2 separate regions of the Mus musculus genome follow, and region 1 is linked to region 2. A link is a contact called in public promoter capture Hi-C data. All regions are on one chromosome and are shown on one strand. The core of a region is the stretch at or near the end of the contact, and the rest is flanking DNA. Distances in the headings are between cores, read along the strand shown.

What was found. Capture Hi-C pulls out chosen DNA fragments and counts their contacts.
Region 1: a promoter capture Hi-C map of adipose tissue shows a contact between it and region 2. The contact joins the promoter of Pfkfb1 here to the promoter of Alas2 in region 2. A contact is called at or near these places in 1 of 39 promoter capture datasets (macrophages), 1 of 15 datasets of contacts at CTCF or cohesin (the G1E-ER4 cell line), 7 of 484 Hi-C or Micro-C datasets (embryonic fibroblasts, embryonic stem cells, liver and 1 more), 7 of 115 datasets of contacts at active chromatin or transcription factors (the 230-238 cell line, the SCID.adh cell line, cardiomyocytes and 3 more) and 4 of 9 other capture datasets (adipose tissue, liver, macrophages and 1 more).

Annotation. Positions count from the first base shown.
Region 1 is chrX:150,592,220-150,595,745 of GRCm38.p6, reverse strand. Pfkfb1 (6-phosphofructo-2-kinase/fructose-2,6-biphosphatase 1) reads right to left here and starts at 1,318. Exons shown (of 14, transcript NM_001374173.1): 1 at 972-1,318. The coding sequence starts at 1,068.
Region 2 is chrX:150,545,372-150,549,134 of GRCm38.p6, reverse strand. Alas2 (aminolevulinic acid synthase 2, erythroid) reads right to left here and starts at 1,718. Exons shown (of 11, transcript NM_009653.3): 1 at 1,650-1,718. Mir3620 (microRNA 3620) reads left to right here and starts at 1,690; the gene lies at 1,690-1,750. It also overlaps a transcript of Apex2 not described here.

The DNA.
Region 1 (3,526 bases), core at 69-2,568, 47 kb before region 2:
GCTCCACTCTGCTTCTTCTATACATATCCTTCATCCTATGTACTAATCTAATATCCTACATCTCCCTGAAACTGCTATGATGAAGTATTGTTCCCCTTATGTATTAGGCCTACCCCTCCCTTAACATTAAGAGTCCAGCAGCTTCCTTAGCTGTCCGAGTCCTGCAGGCCACAGATGTCTTATCTCTAGCCCCCTTCTGGTCTCTCAAGCTGGGCTGGAAACACCTTGTTGCACGATTATCCCTGCTTATCTATGAGAAATTGTATACTTCGGTTTCAAAGCCTATTTACAAACTTTGCCTCTGTTCCTCCTTAAAATGACAAAGGTCTGAGCTTTGAAATCAAGGAAGCAGGCCTAATTAGAATGTTAAGCTCCAACTCAGAAACAGACCAGGCTTTGTGACACTGTCTTTCCCCTCAAGTCCTCAGAACAGCAAGACTGTCTCTAAATGTCAAGGCAATGTACTCAGTCGTTCCCAGCCGGGGCACAGACTTATTTTTAAGAGGAAGGGCAATTCGGACCAGTGATATGGTAGTGTTGTGGACTCAGCACCTAGCCTCCAAGACACCATGCCAGGAACCATCACCTTCTTTCACCCTGGCATAAATTAAACAAGACCTGTTTCCAGATCTTTCATAAGAGGAGCTAAAATAAAATATTCTCGGGTAGCACTACACTAGGACACTCACGTTCCAGAGAAGCAGCATTCTGACAATTTCTCGAATAAAGAGAGACGGCCCTTAGGTCGGGGGTCCCCATAGTTTGGGCTCTTTTTATCTGAGCCTCACTCTTTGTCTTCTCTACCTGCCTTTCTCTTACTTCCATATCCTTTCTCACATTAGCCTCTAGCAATTTCGTTCAACTGATCATCTAGTCCAACTTCTGTGTGAGGGTAGGAGTGGATGGGGAACAGCGTTTGTTCTTCTAGACCCACCCACCTCCACCACCCACAAATGACAACCCCCACTTACAGCCCCTTCGCCGCTGCAGCAGGCTGCTACTGCTGCTATGTGGAATCCAGATCTTCTGCAACCTGGTTTGAGTGAGTTCTCCCATCTCTCGAGACATCTTAGGCGTTGCAGCTAATGACACCACTGCCCACAAGGTATTGGACCTCACTTCCTATGTTCCTAGCTGTCTTGTCTGTTGCCGTGGCCACAGCAGCAGGTAGGCAGGGGTGATGACAGGGGGATGCACTGGGCTTCTGAGCCTCTCACAGGTTATCTCCAGCTCTGTCTTTTTCTTCTGCTCCCGGATGTACAAGTGGGGATGTGGGTGCCGAGAGCCAGAGGCTGAGCAGAAGTCAGCAGAGGCCTCTGAACTCCAAGGGCTATGTATATAGAAGATAAGTTGGAGCCCAGCAAGGAAGGCAGCCAGCAAGACAGCCCAGGTCTGGCCAGTTACTTCCCGCCAATGAAGGCAGGACTAGTAGAGTATGCAAATAACAGACCAAAGATCATGTGCTTACATCCTGTGTTGTGTGGCATGGCAAAGGTGATGGAGGTAGGTCTAAGCTTTGAAATTAAAAAAAAAAAAAGCAGGCCTAATTAGAATGTTAAGCTCCAACTCAGAAACAGAGATTCAGTACAAGGATCCCCACAACAAAACCACAAACATACTGTTCCTAAATTCAAAATGCAATGTTTTGAGCTAGCAATTAAAGGCTGAAACTGGAAGTAGACTTAAACTACCTCACCGCTCACCCTATTCAACAAGGCACTGTAAAACTGTCTTTCCCTGGAGTCTGCTCCCTGCCTTTCCATGGGACCTCTCCCTCTTAAAATGAGCTGTCCTGGGCACTCTAAAGAGATCGGCACTATCTGATCATCTTTATACTCTCTCCAACCAAGGTTAAATAAATCAGAGTAAATCTGGCACCTTGGGAATAAGAGCGAAGGCAGTCATTACTTGGCAGAGAGCCGATAAGTAAACGCAGCTCCCATGGCCGCCAATGCTGAGATGAGCCAGCACTAAAGGCATCACAATCTAATTCAAACCGGGGCTAAAGCTCTTCGAGCCAAGGTGGTGGAATGGGATCTTAGGAGAGGTGGAAACCACACCGCGGAGAATATGAAGAACAAGAGGCAATGGTGTCTATCTAAATAGCACAAATCCATAGGCCAGAGACATATCATCCAGATGTCTCCCCTTTACTTGTCCCCACTTGTATTGCCATTCCCCCAGTTATTTTGAGACTTTTATCTGTAGAATTCATGCAACTGCACGGCTTGCCTGGAAGATGTCCAAGTGCCCTTTTACTTCATTCTTTGTAACCTTCCCACCCCCAGCAAACCTCCAGTGATTGGGTATTAGAAAGCTCAACTTTCTTCCACTGAGCTGGACTATGCAAGGGCAATCTCTCGGGAAAAGAAATCTCCAGTCCCTGCCCTCAAATGCCCCCAGTTCTTCTTTGCCTTTTAAGATGCGTCCTAAAATATCTTCTCAGAACCTTAGTCTATACAAGGGTTAGAGTCACTCCAGTTGCTGTGCATATACGATTTTCAACATCAAAGCCTACCTATCTAAGGAGCCTACTGAGGCAACGGAGCACAGCAGTTAAGAACAAATGGAATTTGGAGTCAAACTCTCTGGGTGGAATCTTACTTCCATCCATTGCTAGATATGAGAAACCGGGCAGAAGACTGAACTTTTCAGTGCCTCAGTTGCTCTGTTTTGTTCTGCTTTTTCATTTAGTATATAGGGAAGGGTAGTGGGGTCCATTCCCTTGGTGTTAGCGAAGAGCCAATGTGATACACATGGAGAAACCTGGGGAATGTGGAATACACATGATTCAACACTGTCGCTTCCTTTGGGAAGGAAATGATTCATCTTTTTCCCTCAAGTCATCTGCAAGTTCGAGCACATTGTCGTGACACAGGATTAACATTTGCACTGTAAAGACTTCCTGAGAATCAATTAGAAAGGTAAACTCATTTCTAGGTTTCTGTTAACTTAAGTCTGACATAAAACATCAAACACTACATGCTCTCACTTACTGGACAAACCTAAAAGAGGTTGGCGAGGAACTGAGTATAGACTAGGGGGCAAAGGAAAGGGAGAAAGGGAGAACAATAAACAGGCTGGATTCTGGTAAATAGGAGGAATAACTTCTGATGTTCTAGAGCACATTTGGAAAACTATGGTTCACAACAGATAATTGTATACTTCAAAGTAGCTGGTAGAGATGAGAAATAATACTTATTTGAGGTGATACATAAAGCAATTGACCATTGCACATTATATGCATGCACTGAAGTATCATACAGCACTACACAATTATAAACAATTATGTATAAATTTAAAGTAAAAAAAATATAACAAGGTTTTCCCAATTAGCAGACAACTCCTAGAGTCTCAGAAATAGACTTTGTAAGACACAAGTCTCTTAGCCCTAGTAAGACACATAACTAGTGGAAGTCTATTTTAATGATCTTACCATGACTTTTTATGTTTTCCAGTGCCCACAAAGCAACATTTTGTTTATCTTATTTGTTTCTTTCAAATATCCCCTGTAATAGCACAGGAA
Region 2 (3,763 bases), core at 469-2,968:
TCTGGAGCCAAGGAGTCACATCATAAATATATCAGAGTTCCACCTTGCTTATATCAGACTAAGTCTGGAAAGCTGGAGATGAGATTTTTGTCTCATTTTGTTACTTTTTTACTGTATGTGTACTTTGGCTCCCCTGCTCCCCTCCACCCTTTTGAACTTTACTTTCTCCACAGACATTGGATTAGATTGGAAATTTCATAATTTATCTTCTGGTTCTGATATACAAACATTAACAAAGCTCTGACCATTGTCAATGTTCTACATACATAGACTTATTCAGTCCTCAGGATGATGTTGGAAATAGACACCGAGGTCCCCAAAAGATCTGTGACTCACCCAAATTACAAAACTGTTAAGTAAAGGAAGCAAAATTTCAGCTTAGGCAGTCTGGTTCCAGAGACTTCTAACTTAGCGACCATGAATCTATGGTCCAAACATTCCCGATTTTCATAGCTGGGAAGTTGACTCTAGACACCAAGCCACTCTGTTACAGTAATTTATGACCAATGCTTTCTCCAAATGTTCTAAAGTAGGATTTGGGGTACTATTGAACATTTATGAATTCATTTCACCACTTAATGATTTATATAACCCACTACATAGAAAAGATTTCGAGTAATTTTAAAACTAAATCAAAGAGGGACGGGAATTCTCAAGACAAGTGGCATCATTACTCAAAGGGTTTTTTTCCCTGTATGTCTATAATTCCCTTTTAGGTCAGCACCTAATTTGCAGTCCCATAGGCCAGAAAGATCAGCTGGGCCACCATCCCAGCAGGGAAGCCAGAAGCCACTCTTGCAGCTCTTCTGTCCCCTGTCTCCCATTACTTGTGGCTTGATATTAAGAATCATTTAAGTCTGGAAAAGAATCCCTTGCTTCTTCCAGTGAAGCATCAGGCCTTATCTCCCCTCCTAGTGCCCTCTTTCCAACCCTGGAAAGTCAAAGGACAATTAAAAACAGAAGAATGTATACCACAAAACTAAGAAATTTGTGGGAACTGTGGGCAGGCCCTTTTGTCAAAGGATAAATGACCTGCCTGGGATCTCACAGTGACTTAAGAGTGAGACTCCAAATCTGCCTTTTCTGTACAATGACAATTCTCTTCCGCCTTTTCCCTTTATTTCTACTAATTTTGCAACCTCTCAATTCCTGCATCTTGCCTTACCATTCTTAACCACCCCCCCTCCCCCACAAAAGCCTCCAATTTTCCTTCCCTGGATCTGACCCCCTACCCACAAGGCTCTGAAACCTCACACTCTGTTCTAGGCCAAGCAGATGGGAAAGTGTCAAGTGATAATGGGGTGACTGGAGAATTTTGGAAGAAATATGAAGATGCCTTTCCTAGAGAAATGGGGGAGAGGAAGAGACAGAGACAGAAGGAGACTAAGGAGACAGAAATGGGTTTTGAGGGGTTGAGGAGATAGAGAAAAGTCCTTTGAGGGAAAAGTAACAGAAAGCAGGAATGTCAGACAGAGAATTAGTGAAGTAAGATGAAAGTACTGGAAAGTAGTAAGAGAGAGAGAGAGGGAGAGGAGGAAGAAAGGAAAACCCCCAAACAGAAGAGAGTTTCTGTGAAGGTCAAAAGTCCACCCAGGGTCAACATACAGTGTTGGTGAGAGCCCAGAAAGAACACTGAAAGAACCTCTTACCTGTTGCCCTGCACTGAGGACGAACCAAAGACGGTGAGTGCTGTGGGCTGGGCTGGGAAGCAGCTTTCATCCCAGCCTCCTGCTCAGCCCCGCCCACCCCACCCCACCCCCTTCCGCCTCGGCCTTAAGGTATCTCAGGCCTCTGCTAAAGATAAAAAGCAAAGTAGTCTCCTTTCACTCCCCTTGTTCTGTGCCTTCTCTTTCTGTTTTCTTCCTCTACTCCCTCTGGGGTAGTGAAACTAACTCATTCGATTTTGAGATCAGACCATCCTTATAAATCCAGGGCACCTTCTGTAGAACCATCCCTCTGACCTTCAGTTCCCTCAGCCATGAAGGAGGCCACTAAAGGCAAGTCCACGTGGAGAGGACCCTGAAGTCAGACATAGAATACACTCTCGGCACTCTAGGCACTGGGGCTCTGAAGGGTTCTAGCTGTGAGCCTCCATGGAAAGTAGATCAACTCAAAGGATGTTGTGTCACTTCAATAAATGAACAAATATTTGGCACAGTGCTTAGTTTGAGAAAATAACAGTTTGTGTTGATTCAGTGGTTTTACTCTGTACCTTGAGGGGGTAATTACTTTGCATTGATTAATTAAGCCTCATAAGAATCTTAAGACACTTGCTCTTAATGTCCACAGTGGTCTGGGAATGAAAATCATTTGAAAGAAGGCTGCTGATGTCATTGTGGTCATGTAGAAGGAAACCCACAGCACTGGGCTGGTTTGTGTGAATTTGTAATGGATTGGATTCTAGAAACAGATGTTCAGGTCTTATTCTCAGGTGTATATCTATATTTATTTTTCAAAACTAAAGAATTTTAATTTCAACAGTCAGATAATAAAGTGATTATTCACATAAAAAAAGAATCTTAAGACAGAGGCACAGTTATCTCTGTCACAGATAAAGACCCTAAGACTGGGAGGGTGGGCTACTAATAATTGCACATCTACAAAGTACATACCTCGGCTACAAAGTTGACAGTATGCTCCCAGAACCCACACTCTCCTGTACATCTTAGAACATACAGCTAAAATATTAGTTTCTCTGTTTTCTACCCCTTTTAATATTTTCTCTTATATTGTATTCCCCATGCCTTTCCTAAGGCTAGGGCAATGGAACTATGGCCATATGCCAATAACTAATGGAGGTCTTTCCATAAAAGCCCACTATTTAGTGGAGTTACAGTATTAAATCCAAAGGTATTATAATTAAACACACCCTCGTGGGTGGGAATGTAGGACAGTCCCAGGGATTACCCCTCTCCTTTAGGAATAACTTTGTGACCTCCACATAAGACCAGAGACACTGAAATTAATAGAGGAGAAAGTGGGGAAAAGCCTCGAAGATATGGGCACAGGGGAAAAATTCCTAAACAGAACAGCAATGGCTTGTGCTGTAAGATCAAGAATTGAAAAATGGGACCTCATAAAATTGCAAAGCTTCTGTAAGGCAAAAGACACTGTCAATAAGACAGAAAGGCCACCAACAGGTTGGGAAAGGATTTTCACCAATCCTAAATCAGATAGGGGGCTAATATCCAATATATATAAAGAACTCAAGAAGCTGGACTCCAGAAATTCAAATAACCCCATTAAAAAATAGGGTTCAGAGCTAAACAAAGAATTCTCAACTGAGGAATACTGAATGGCTGAGAAGCACCTGAAAAAATGTTCAACATCCTTAATCATCAGGGAAATGCAAATCAAAACAACCCTGAGATTCCACCTCACACCAGTCAGAATGGCTAAGATAAAAAAATCAGATGCCGGCAGATGCCGGCGAGGATGTGGAGAAAGAGGAACACTCCTCCACTGCTGGTGGGATTGCAAGCTTGTACAACCACTCTGGAAGTCAGTCTGGAGGTTCTTCAGAAAATTGGACATAATATTCCTGGAAGATCCAGCAATACCTCTCCTGGGCATATACCCAGAAGAAGCTCCAACTGGTAATAAGAACACATGCTCCACTATGTTCATAGCAGCCTTATTTATAATAGCCAGAAGCTGGAAAGAACCCAGATGTCCCTCAACAGAAGAATGGATACAGAAAATGTGGTAAATTTACACAATGGAGTAGCTGTCTCGTATGAGGCTATGCCAGTGCCTGGCAAAT